Linked DNA regions of Gossypium arboreum: region 2 is linked to region 1. A link is a contact called in public Hi-C data. All regions are on one chromosome and are shown on one strand. The core of a region is the stretch at or near the end of the contact, and the rest is flanking DNA. Distances in the headings are between cores, read along the strand shown.

Region 1 (7,185 bases), core at 2,257-4,756:
TAAATTACCTTAAAATTTTAATTAATTATGAAAATAATTTATTTTTTTATTATATACGTAAATTACTTGAAATAAACAGTAGAAGTTGGAGAAACTAAAGAGAATGACGCCACCAACATGCCACGTCAACTACTAAAATAAAAATATCAATTTCTTGGTGGCGCCAAGAAAAATGATGTCACTTGTATAAATATTAGGGGCATACAACTATTTCTTAATAATTTGGGGATTTAAATAAAATCTATTTTTGGTGGAGCCATTAAGTATGGAGTCACCACTTGTCAGGGATTTTATTTTTTTTTGTTTTTTAAATTTAAAATTTTTAAAAATTATATTTTATTTGATGGAGTCATTAATAATGGCGCCAACAGTGTATTGTACTTGTTTTTTTTAAATGCATTTTTTTAATTTAAATATAAAAAAAATATATTTTATTTTGTGGAGTCATTAAGAATGATACCACCAGTGTACTGTACCTGTTTTTTAAAATGTGTTTTTTTTAATTTAAATATAAAAAATAAAATTTTATTTGGTGGAGCCATTTCCTTTGGGGTGATGAAATAGTTATATATAACCCCAATGACAGATCAATTTAAGTTAAAGAATTTTTTTAAAATTTTATTTTGTTAGAGGATGACCGGGAGAAAAATGATAAGCCTTTTCTTTTTCTATGTATTTGTGTTTTTGTTTATTTAGTAATTTTTTTAATTTGAAGGTATGTTTTGTTTAACGATAATTTGGTAGAGCTTTGACACTGGTAAATTTAATAGTTATTTTCGGATGCCAGTTATTTATTCGGCAACAAATTCAAATTGGTTATGTAAGTGTTTTAGTTAGTCGTGGTAGGACGATAACGAGTTTAAATTGATTATACAACCAATGGGTAGATTATTTGGGATTCCCTGAGTCATCGGGATATTTAAAGGTTTTAAGGAATCTCAAATCGAACCGCACAAATGAGACCATCAATATTGGCAGCATCCGAGCAACAATTTAATAGCATTGAGAAACTTGCTTGTGTTGCGGTGACGGGTTCAAATGGCTCCACCCAATAAAATAATATTTTTAAAATTAAAAAACTAAAAAATTAAAACTATCATAAAACTAAAAAAAATGTTGACACAACATAAATAAAGTGGTGGCGTCATTCTAATTGGAGCCATCCGACAAAATAACATTTTTAAAAAAATCTAAAAACCTCCCAAAAAAAGAATACCCTTGAAACATTAAAAAAGTGGTGGAGCCATACTTAATCGGCTCCACCAAAAAATGGATTTTTTAAAGTCCTATAATTATTGAGAAATAACAATATTTTCTTGATATTTATACAAGTGATGCCATTTTTCTTGGCACCACCAAAAATTGAATATTTTATTTTGATGGCTGACATGGTATGTTGGTGCGCCATTCTCTTTGGCTCCATCAATTTTTACTCTTCATTTCAAGTTATTTATGTATAGAATTAGAGAAATAGGTTTTTTTCATAATTAATCAAAATTTTAGGATCAACCAACAAGATAAGAAAGAGACACTGGGGAGAAAAGTGGAGATCAAGAGAATGAAGAAGAATTACCTCATAAAATTAATCACATGAAGTGGCTTTTGTAAATTATTATTAATTAATAATAATTAAACATTGAAGTTGGAAGATGAAATTAAATTAATTAATTATTATGAATTGCTGAATAGAAAAATTAAATATATTTTTCATAGATTCGAATACGATAAAGTTATTAATTTTATCGAAATTAGAATTGGATTAAAAATTTATTTAATTAATAAATTAATTTAGTTAATTCAATCAATTAATTTAATTGATTAAATAGATAATATTTTAGTAAATAAAAAATAAATATTGATGTGGATAAATTATAAATGTTTGGATAAAAGTTCATATAACACATAATTGGAGTAAGGACAACAAACTTAGTATTTACTAGGCATGCTGTTGTCTCTATACTCATAATTGAGGAAAAGTTGTATTTTCTATTAAATATTATTATTTAATCAAGTCTTATTTGAATATAACTCTTGTATGATTCTCTATAAATAGAAATTATGTGTTGAGCAATTTACAACACTTATCATATGTCGTTATTCAATTCAAAATGTTGAAAATTTATTTTACAAAATAAATTCTATTTTCTGGAAAAGAACGCATAGTTTTTGGTTATAGAGAAAATTAACTTTCTTACTAAAAGTTAATAAAAAATTTTATTTCATGTGATTTGTTTGATAAACTTTGAGCCCACAGTTGAGGTAGTTCATGATTTGAGAATAATGGAAAAGATCATTTGGTAGAAAGCCAAGATCGATTTTAGTCGACTTTGTACAAAGTACAAGTATATTTCGATTAAGTTTATTGTTATAAATAATACAATGAATTCTGTTTAAGAAAATTTAAAAGTTTCTACTATACCTAAAATAATTGTTTCTCTAAATTGATTGTTCTAATAGTTTTAAGCCTTTAGAACCCCCATTTTATGTTTTAAACTTGTCCAAACACCTTTGGAATCATCCAAAATGATTTTAAAAATGTTCCAAAGTTTTCCATTCCTTTTAACCTCAATTTATGGATTTTATTTAATTGTTGAAAGTCATATTAAACTTATAAATAAGCAACAAGTGTTATGCATATGTCGTGGTAGCATCTCTTAACCGTGTTGGTCATTAGGTTGGGTAAGGAGTTTTACATGATAAGTGATTGCAAGCTCCTATCACGATAGGAGAATCAGTCTCAGAAATTTTAAAGTAGTGGATGTTATCATTAAAATAATTGAATATTCATCTAACTAGAGAGAACGACAATAAATTCATCTTTAAAAACACTTGAAAAAGCAAGGCTAAAACTTGTACACAACAAGACAAAGACTTTTACCATTTTCATAAAAAATGCAAGACTCATGAAACAACAAAAGCACAAAACTTAAGACATCATAGTCCAAATCGACTTGTGGAATAAATTATTATTCTAAAATATCCTCAAAATAGAGACATATTAAGAAGTAAACGAAGAGACACCATTTGAATATCTATTACCAACTCATTTTTCAAAAAAAATTGTTAGTAGTTGGTGAAGATTTTACAACGATAAGCATAAACATTTTTCAACTGAATAAATAAATAATAAAAAGTTGGTGTGATGGAAGAAAAGATAGGCAATAACTAATCCGGAAGCCAACACCGTTACGGGATAGAACAAGGGCTAGGAAAGAAAAAAAGAAAAGTTTTGGGGGGTTTTCTTACTTTAAATATTATTGAAATCATCACTCCAAAACACACGACTTTATTAATTAAATGATAATCCAAACTTAATGGACGGGATTTCATTAGAATGGGGCCGGATCAACTGTCTAAATCCAATATATCAAAATTCCATCCCAAATCAGAAAAGGTCCATTTGATTACGGGCCTAACATAGGAGATGGACCGACCCAGCATCCCAAATTGAATAGGAAAATAGAATTACCATTTTGTTTTCCCGCCTTCCCGCTTCCTTAATCAAAAGTCTTATTATTATTATTATTTTTTGTTTTTTGGGTTTCACTTTCGACCAAATTCAAAGAAAGAGGCAAGGGAGCCTTTGACTGTCTCCGTAGGCTTTGAGCTCTAATCCTTGAAAAAAAGCAAAAGAGAGATGAAGATGTGGAGCCTTTGGTGAAAATGGATACACCACATAAAACCCAGATCACTCCGACTCCTACTTCTTCTCTTTCCAAATTTGAGGTTATTATTCTTTTTTCCTCTTGCAATTTAAAAAAAAAAAAAGTTTTAAGAATTTGGGTTTTTGTTAATTATGTTTGCTCACCTAGGATTTCTGGGTTTTGGGCATTTCGGCTTTCAATAATTAGATGCTGATTTGGGTTTTGCCTGTCAAGTTTAATTTGTTCTGCTTTTTTCGCTTTGAATTACTTTTGTATGTTTTTGTCGGAATTGTTGATGGGTTTTGTGTTCAGACTACAGCGTGAATTTGTGTGTTTCCCGTGTCATGTTTGTGTTTACAAGTGTAATGTAAATTTTTTACAAATTTTTACCCAATAATAATTATGCTCATGGGGTTATATATAAGTTTTGACATGCTTATAATTTGTCTCATTGAGATTTGACATTGGAAATGTTGGTAATTTATACAACTAGAGGTGAGCAGCAATACTTTCAAAATGTTGGGAATGTTGGTATTTCTTTCAATGATATAGAAGAGATACTTTTTTCCCTAGTTTGGTTTAGATTGCTCTATCTTTAGCTTGGTTCTTTGTTTTCTTGTGTACATGAGCATTTGCTGATCAGGTTATTGAGACTTACATGCTATGGTTTAAACATTGCTTTCTTCCTTTGCAGGATTCACCTGTCTTTAAGTACATTGATAGCCTTTCTCCTATTGAGCAAGCCAAGTCCAGTCAGACTGATAATGCTTTCAATTCATTAGCTTTTTTGTCCCCTTCATCTTTGTTTCCCTCCCCACAAATCAATTGCCATAGGGAATCCAGGTTTTCAGTTAAAAGGTAAAACTAAATTTTCTTATTGCTGTATTTAGTTCATGATTTTAAGTGTCCTGAATGATATTGGTTTCAGGCATCATTTCTCGGCAGATTTAAACACTAGGGTCCTCCAGAGCAGTAATGAATCTAATGCAAGTCAGGAAGCTTCAAAAGCTGCTGGGCAATCTGGCTTGTACGATGAGCATCCAGGATGTCTCAGTAATGACGGTTCATCCAAAGGAATTAGCAGTGATCTGTTTGACAAGCAATCAGATTTAGCGGTTGAGTTGCCAGGAACCTCAAAATATGATTGTAGGAGTCCTGATGATAACCTGGAGGCTTGTGATGCATTACTGAAAAAAACAAGTCTGGAAGTGGTGGAGCAAGAGAGATCTCCTTTCCAACGCAGTAGAGATGAATGGAAAGAGAGGCAACGGTCATTTGAAAATGAAAGAGATTTGCGTAAAATACGTCGGATTAAGCCGAGCGAAGAAGCAGCAGGATGTGGCTGGGTGGCAGTTGTTTCTGATGTTGCTGATATGTTGACAGTGAATACATCTATCATTCACGAGAATAGTGATGGACAGGATCAGAGAACGGTAGACTCTGGGACAACCTCTTTTATATCAAATATCCCAGAGTTTTCGCTTGATAATGCAAATAATTTAGAAAATGCAGAATCTGGTGATCATCAAGGTTCTTGCAAACAAAATGAATTGGGAGATTCAGTAACAGATCAGACATCTTGCATCCTGTCTACTTGTCTACCGGACAAACCAGTAGTTACTGATTCAAGTTTGAAGAAGGATGATAAGGGGGAGAAATGCAGCCAGTTGAGTCGTCAGGTAAAGTGAAAAAACTGTGCAAGTACATTTTTATGGCAGACTGCAATTCGAGATATAAGATTGACACGAAGCTACATATTAGTATTTAATTCTTTCTAGAAAATGAAAAGATAATAGCATTTTTGAGCCATTTTTATGATATGCATACCTAATACAAGTTCCTTATATTGTACATTTATCAATGATTTTCCTTTTATGTGTCGTTTCTTAAAATTTACACTATTTTCCTGCTCAATGATTGGCTGTTTTTTTATAACCATACTCTTATGTTCTTCTCTATGCAGCGTAGCATAAGACGGCGTTGTTTGGTGTTTGAGAAGTCACCTGGTTTCGGTTTGCACTTGAATTCTCTTCCAAACATCTTGAAAGGTGGTATTTCTTTTGTGAGCGGCTCTATCTTTTGAAAACAAATTGATATGCACCTTGGTCCTTGACATTTCCTAGTTTTCTGACTGTAGGCCAGAATCCTCCTAATAAATCAATTTTAAGCTCTATGAAAATGGGTGAGGTTCCTAGTGACAATGGAACTGTAGTTATAGAAAGTTCTTGTGAGGCTCCTGCATCTATTGGTGGCACTGACGCTGACCACAATACTCCTGAAAAGAAGAGGCATGTTAGATTAATATGCTCTAAATTGCTATTCAAACACCATAATACAAACTGATTTCAGTTTAATACTATGCAGGCAAAAGTTTGAACTTGTTGAGGAGAGTGCCTCATGCAAGCGCTGTAACTGTAAGAGATCAAAATGCTTGAAACTGTAAGTCTGTCTTAAATCTGTATTTAGGGTCAGTGTGCATAATCTTGAAGTGTCTCACTGAGTCTATACCTATATTTGGTTAATTCCTCTATTGTGATACTGAAGACCATTGGTCCTTTAATTACTCTGAATTAAAAGTAAAAAATCAGGTGAACCAACAGGTTGTAAATTGACTTCCTACGTCTAAAAATATAAGATATTCAGGCCTAACTTTGTAGTCATCACATTGGTTTGATTTCTACAATTGCTTAATGAATCAATTTCCAATAGCATGTTAGAATGAAATGTGATTTAATAATCATTTTAGCTTATTTTAATCTATTTGTTTAGATATGTATTTTTGGATTTGTCTTGGTTCTCCGCTGCCTAATTATTATTTCTACTCATTGCATTCACTGTCATTGATTTTTCACTTTTTCTCATACTAGGGATTTAGCTGCTTTCAATATTGTCTACCTAGTTCTACTGACTATATTTTATGATACAGTTACTGCGACTGCTTTGCTGCTGGTCTCTACTGTATTGAGCCTTGTTCATGCTTAGATTGCTTCAATAAACCGATTCATGAAAAGATGGTTTTAGAGACTCGTAAACAGATTGAATCTCGCAATCCACAAGCATTTGCTCCCAAAGTGATTAGAAGCACAGACAGTGTTTTGGATACCTGGGTTAGATTCTATATTTATGATTAAGCTTCATGATAACTAGAGTAGCATCAAAGCTCATTACTTATTTTGTCATTTGGCCTTTTTCTTTGTATATTTGAATAAGGCCAAATGAGGAAGGGGAATTGAACCTTGATTTGATACTCCTTAGGGTGGTTAACAATCAATTGGTTGTGCCGGTTCTTAGCTTGAACTCATCTGACATGGCTCATAATGTTGTGATGTTTTGGCTTTGATGACAATTTTTCCATATTTCAATAAGGGTGTCTTCTTTCGGCAATACCACTTTAATCACACAAAAATGGTGTTGCTCATTCAGGGTGAAAATAACAAAACTCCAGCTTCTGCCAGGCATAAAAGAGGATGCAATTGTAGAAAGTCAAGTTGCTTAAAGAAGTACTGTGAATGTTTTCAGGTTTGTCGGTTCAAAACATTGT
Region 2 (7,185 bases), core at 1,405-3,904, 190 kb before region 1:
TGTTAAAAATAAGTAGTTTTGATTTTAATGGGATTATATATAAATCCTTTTATAAAACCATATTTTCAGCTTAGTTCAGTATCCTTCACAAAACCAAAATGAATACCCCTTAATCAACATATCAAACTCACTGATTACTGCCAATAAACATAAAAAGTGAACATACATTTAACTAATCTATCTACATCAAAATGGAGATTGTTAGCCATTTCCCACAAACCTTAAGGCAAGAAGGGTCCCACAACATAATTAAGCTAGATGAGATATCATCCAACTGTTAGGTTCCTAGCTTCATCACGATCATCATCTTGATCAAATACATTGAAATTAAGTTATAAAATGTTGGTAGTACTCACCATTGTGGTCATTTTATACCTTTAAGCAGCCTTGGAGCTCTCCTCCATCTCCATTTTAAGCCACCAAGCTCTGATATCACTTGACAATGACATAAATACCGTCCGCTTATCCTTGTCAATGAACAGCTTCGTGGCAAAAAAATACAATTGGCTCATCTTCGGAACTTCTTCCTCCATGTTATCAAGCATTCGAATTGCCTCCGGAATGTTGTATGGCTCAAAAGTTATCTTGGCTGAAGTTGCCGTACTCATACTTTCGGCTGCACTACACAATCTATCTATCTGCCTAGATAGTTTTGAAACCCTCCCAACTAGTTTTGGTACTTTCTCTTTACCCTTGTTGAGATGAGAAGAATCTGACTCTGGAGATCTCTTTTTCTGGTTCGGTGGCTCTGACTGGTGCTCGGATTCGGAGTGAGCCTGAGGATTCTGTTCCATGCAATGGTTATCCATCTCATTGAAATGTTCACCCATTGCCTTTTTCGACATTTGAATATCTTCTACAGCGACAACCTCCTCAACCTCTACTTTAGGCGGTTCATCATCATCAGTTCCATCAATCGACGGTAGACCAAATGTGGGTGTGAAAGTTACGTCGTCATTGATACCCTGAAACATCCAATCTAATTTGTTTTCTAATTCTGGATCAATACCACCATTTTTGAACTTTGTAGCCTCAGGCATTAGCTGCACATTTATACATGAGTGTTATTGATCTTATATACGAGAAAATAGAAAAAAGGATTAATAAAATCTTCGTTATGAAAATCAATCATGTACCTTTAACTTTTTTTCCCACCATGCCTCTGAAGTATCGATATTGTTCTTATTAGGATCCCAACCCAAACAGGTATCATTCCCTTTGAGCTGTTTCCATAGCTTCCATTCTTTTTTCAGTAGATCCCATCGATTCTTCAGCTGCGACTTTTCATATTCTTTACCAGTTTCTTTGTTAAAATTCGCAACCAACCTCGACCACCCTTCCTTTTTAAAGTAAGTTCCTCGCCTACAATTATGATCTTTTTCCTTTATGCAAAGATCACAGAATATCATCGTTAAGTTCCTGTCCCATACTGCCTTGATTTTTTCATTACTCCTACCTCGAGGAACCTCTACCGTAAGAATTCGAGCATTCTTCATCTATAACAAAGTTTTTCAAAATTAAAAGAGAAAAAGAATCATACAAACAAGCCAGTTATAGAAACACAAAAGAAATAGAAAAAAAAAATCATCTATTAAGAACTTAAGATCATCAAAGTATAAGCCATTTCCGTTTCCGAACAAAAATATACTTTAATCAGAGAATCACAGTTCAACCAACCAAACATATCCGATAGTGACCAAGCCAATAAGATTCCAGATTCGTTTATATACAGCCACATACTCACAGTAGCATCAATCGCTCACATTCGCATGCAAAAGTTGTAGGTTTGCAGATACACATATGGTTCCCAATACTAGGTGCATCCATGTCCTCGAATCAAAGAGTTGAACTTGGTTCAATACTCTTACAAAATAGTAACACTCCTCTATACATACATACATACATACATACATTAATGTATGTATGTATGTATGTATGTATAACAGACCCAGAGGCATTTACTTACATACAAAAGACACGTTTATGCATAAATAAATACACTAATTCGTACATGAAGACATAAAAAAGGCACATTCATACATAAATATACTCTCATTCTTACATACATGCTGAAACACAGATAGACACGCAACAAGGGAAAAAAAAATAAGTGAATATAATAGTCACTCTTGAAACCCTAAAATAATACATTAATAATTAGATAAATAAAATAATTAGCTCTTCATTGTTCAAGCCATGAAAAAATAACACGGAAAAAAACAAACCCATTGGAGGAAAATTGCAGAGCAACACAACATAACCAAAATCCATTAATCAAAAAGCATTAAAATAAAAAACCCAGAAATGAAAAACACAAAAGAATCTATTTTTATCATCACGGACGAAATTTAAACCCCAAATTGGTGGGTTGATAAAGAAGAAACAAACGAAAAGAAAAATGGTACCTTGGGTCAAAATGAGGATGAAAAATCTATGGTTTAATGCATGAAATAAAGGGAAGAGAATTGAGATTTTTGTTGGAGAGAAAGTGATGAATCTGGGAAAGAGAACTTTGTTGCGGTTGCCCAAACGCGTGCGTTGATGGACGTTTTGGTCCCAAACGCGGTCACGAGATGGAATTGCGAATTTCGTTTGGGATTGCGTTTGAACGCAATGCCCGATTATGCCACGTGGAGCTGTTAACGTCTCGTTTGGCTGAAAATTGAGAAAGAAAAGAAAGGAAATTGGTTTTTTACGTATAATATCATATTTACTCTTCTATGTTTACATCTTTTATCATTGGCTTTTTTTTTTTAAACTAAATTTGACCCTTAATCTCTTAAAAAAATCATTTTATCTTTGAAAAGTGTTGAATTGCTGTTTCTTAATAGAAAAATTGACTAAAATGTTATTTTTTTAAATGACAACTCACATGGCAATCTACATATAATTCAAGTTAATTTTTACGAATTTTTATATATTTTTAAATATTTTTATAATTTTAAATTATTTGTTAACATGGTATATAAAATAATATGTGTTATATCACCTGAAGTATACATGGATTGCCATGCCAACATAGTTAAAATTTTAATATTTTAGTTATCATTTCTATTTCAAAAACGATTTAACCTTTTTGAAGGTTTAATTGTCAAATTTAGCTAAAAGAAAGAATGAAGGTCAAATTAACAAAATATGTAAACTTTAAGGTCTAAATTTAATATTATATCTTTTTTACTTAAACACCATAATTTTTTTTCTAAAATAGAAATGTTTTAAGATTATGTAAGGTAGTGTTTGGAAAGCTACCTGATAATTAAATTTTGGTGTAATTGCTTATAATTACACGATGATGACATGTTTGGGTAACTATTATAATTGATGGGCCCTATCGAATTGAATGTAATTGGAGTACTCTAATTACACTTTTCAATTCTTAAGGGGAGAGTAAGAATTGGAGTAATTACTACACTCAAAGTGTTGTAAATTCATTAATAAATGGATGTCCATAACCCCTTCAAATTTATCCTATTGTAACCTCTAAAGAATGTGTCACATCCCAAAAAGCATGTTTGAAGAAATTGGGTTAGTAAGACCAAGAGTGGTCACATCATGTTTTTGAGTAAAGGTTGTGAGAATTATGACAAATGAAGTGATCTAGTTCATTAGTTAAGTGTTATACCTGTGTGAGTGAAGTTCTAAGTGTGAATCATTTGACTTGCATTTTTGCTAATTTTTACCTAAACCCTTATCTTTGAACATCTAGTTTATAAATTATTTTCGCTTAATTGTTGACAATAATGAGGTTGCTGGTTCATTGATAAAACTTCAGCTTACCCTTTGATTTTGTGTTTAAGTCCTCATGTGTGCAAAGTGAAAATTGTTTTTATTTTGAACTCTGAGAGAATCTGATTGGTGATTAGTTAATGTGATTTAATGGGATGTCGGTAGTTCTGAATTAATCCAAAAATCTCTCTTACGTTCCTCTCTCTCCCATTCCCCCACTCCTTTTGTCCAAAGTTTTCCACTTTATCCACATCTTTTCTTCTTTCTTTTTTTTACTGTAAACTTTGGTTAATAAGGAAAAATTGTTTTTGTTCTTTTCACTTTCTCTTACTGCCATCTCTTCTATTTTTCTTTTATCATTTTGGTGTGTCATACTTTTGCATTCTCAATCTTTTAATCATCTTATGGGTAAGTGTTGGTTGTTATTCTACTGTAGTAATGTAGTATTTTTCTTTAGTTCGCATGGAGTTAGAAAGATTCATTTTCTTTATCTTAATAGTTTTTATGTTGAGTCTGCTCATTTTAGTACTGATAAGAGTGTGTTGTGAGACGAACAACGATCCTCTAGCAAGTTAAGTACTGATAAAGGCTGCCATTAAATCACCGTTTTCTTCAGGGTAAGTATTCAAATACCAGTTTTGGGGGTTGTTTTTAGTAAAGAGAAAGTTAATTATTAGTCTAATTCATGGTTGTTAATTAGTATGATTTAATGTCGTATGTAGGATTCAGGAGTGCTCTGTTCTGTGGCTAATCAGAAATAACATCAGGTGTGTGAATCTAACCCGAAACTTCGATTAGAACTCAGAAAAGCTCAAAAATAAAGGTTGTTTTTGGAACTACTCTGCGTCACATGGCCGTGTGGCTGGCCGTGTATTAGCCCTTGTGCACCACACGGGTGTGTGGTTGGCCGTGTACCAGGAGGTGTGATCGACCGTGTGCCAAGCTGTGTGGAGCACACGAGCATGTATGATTGCATGAGCAATTTTGGTAAGTCGTGTAGGACATATAGGTAGGTCAGGTAGGCTATGTTCGCCCATTTTTTTGAAATTTTCATTTAGGCCCATTTTGTAACACCCCTAACCATATCCGTCGCCGGAATAAGGTTCGGAGCATTATCGGAGTTTAAATTTCAAAACTATCAAAAATTTAATCATTTAATAATTCAACATCAATCATAGAAAAGTCAATCAATATCATACATATTGTCCCTTATATGAGCCCTCGAGACCTTAAAAACACATTAGAATCAAGTTGGGACTAAATTGGAAACATATAGAATTTTTAGAAAAAGATGAAAATTTTCAAACTACAAGGATCACACAGCTGAGACACATGCTCATGTCTCAGGCCGTGTGGCGTTCGAAGTAGGGACACACGGTCGTGTCCCAGCCCATTTAATTCTCTAACTTGGGTCATACGGCCAAGTCGCACGCTCGTGTGCCTGGTTGTGTACCCTCAAACTGCAACCTTTAAAAACCTACAGGGGACACACAACCGTGTCGTGTAGCTGTGTGTCACACATGGCTGAGGCACATGCAATTGTCTTAGGCTGCATTGATGAGAAAGAGGTCATTTTCAAACCATTTTTTTCACCCTAAACATGCTCACACATACAAAACATTTGCACTTACAATCAAGCTCTCAAACATACCTAAAATATGTATAATAAGATCAATTCAATAGGTCATTTATCCATACAACCAATATGCCAAAATGCACCCCAAACATAATTATCAAATTAATCTAAATATGTGCACATTTACCATTTATCATCTATTTTGTCTCCATGCTAAAACATAGCATAATTGACATATTCCAAAACACAACCAAACATATTAAATTGGTCATTCAAAGTATACTTTCATTTGATCATTCCAACACCAACCATTTAAGCATCAAAACCATCTAAATAACACCCGTAATAGCCCATTTTCAATGAAATCGAAATAGTAGTTTTGGGACCACAAATTCAAGCCCGAAAGAAAATTTATTTTAATATTATTGCAGGTCTGCATTATGATAGGAATATGAAAATTTCATTATGAAAATTTTATCGATTACATGTTTAATTATGGAAAGGACCAAATTGTATAAAATGCAAAAGTTGAGTTCTAGTAGCTATAAGTATCAAATAGCTATGGAATTCAAAACTTGAAGTCCTTATTTGGCAAATAGACCATTAAGGGGAGTTAGTAGATAAATAAGATGAGTCATCCATGGAAAATTAAATAAAAAAAGAACTAAATTGGAAATTGAAAAAAAATAAAGATGATAATAAACTAATATCATCTTATTTTCACCATCTTCCCCAAATTAAAAATACATAAAAACCCTAGCTAAGAGAAAAGAATTCAAGCAAGCTTATTTGGCTTAATTAGGTAAGCAATATTGTCTCGTTTTTAGTAATTTTTATATTTTCAAGATCGTAATAACCTAATCTAGCTATTTTGGGGATTAATTTGCTAATTTATTAAAGTATTAAAGTTTTTCCATGGATGATTATGCATGAATTATGAAATTTATGATAGAAAAATGAAAGATTATTGATAGATAAACAACTTTTGTAAAATGAATTTTGATGAAATTATGATTTTAAGACTAAATTGTAAACATGGAAAAGTCATGGAAAATTTCTAAATTTTGTGAAATACATGGGCTATAAATGTTATATGTAAAAATCAGCTAAGCTTGGAACAAGGATTAAATTGCATGAATTTCATTTTCTGAGCCTAAGGACGAAATCGTAACTAATCAAAAGTATAGGGGAAAAATGGTAATTTTTCCTAAGATGTGAAATGAATGGAATTGAATGTGAATTGTATTGAATTGATGCTAATTTCATTCGTATAGATTCGGATAACTCAAATACGAAGATAGATCGAGAAAAAGAAAAAATGTCGAATTAGTAGATTTTTGTACACGAACAAGTGTCAAGGTAAGTTCGTGTAACCAAATTGTGTATATTTAAATGTTTGATTTGAATGTTGTATATGTGAGTTGTGTAATTGCTATTTATATGAAATTGATTGCATGTCCGACAAAGCCCGATAAATATTAAGTCTCGTTTGAATAAATGAAATTTGATTGGATACAGGGTTCTAGTATTGGTTGTGGTCCTGCATATGTTGTGAACACACCACAGCTTAAAAGAGCGTCCAGTAATTATCCCTCTCGAGCTTCCCGTTATATGGTTCTTGCGAGCTTCCTGTTATAGCTCTTCGAAGCATCCTGATATGTTGTGACCCTGCATGTGTTGTGGGCACACCTTAGCTCTTTGTGAGCTTTTCGTTTAAAGGCTCTTTCATGAGCTTCCTGATTAAAGGCTCTTTGTGAGCTTCCCGATATGGCTCGCTTGAACTTCCTGAAATATGGCTATCCGGAGCTTCCCAATTAATGGCTCTTCGGAGCTACTCGTTAATGGCTCACACGAGCTTCCTGATTATGGCTCTTATGAGCTTC

What was found. A called contact is a pair of places that touch in the nucleus more often than the background predicts.
Region 2: a Hi-C map of leaf shows a contact between it and region 1, with 5 times the contacts expected there. The contact joins the promoter of LOC108471198 here to the promoter of LOC108470869 in region 1. A contact is called at or near these places in 2 of 5 Hi-C or Micro-C datasets (both in leaf).

Annotation. Positions count from the first base shown.
Region 1 is chr11:117,856,181-117,863,365 of ASM2569848v2, reverse strand. It overlaps LOC108470869 (protein tesmin/TSO1-like CXC 2), which reads left to right and starts at 3,506. Exons shown (of 11, transcript XM_017772369.2): 1 at 3,506-3,726; 2 at 4,339-4,502; 3 at 4,573-5,323; 4 at 5,608-5,692; 5 at 5,782-5,932; 6 at 6,009-6,083; 7 at 6,571-6,751; 8 at 7,068-7,163. The coding sequence starts at 3,664.
Region 2 is chr11:118,048,682-118,055,866 of ASM2569848v2, reverse strand. LOC108471198 (L10-interacting MYB domain-containing protein-like) reads right to left here and starts at 2,654. Exons shown (of 3, transcript XM_017772806.2): 1 at 2,406-2,654; 2 at 1,137-1,496; 3 at 104-1,043. The coding sequence starts at 1,496. The coding sequence ends at 378.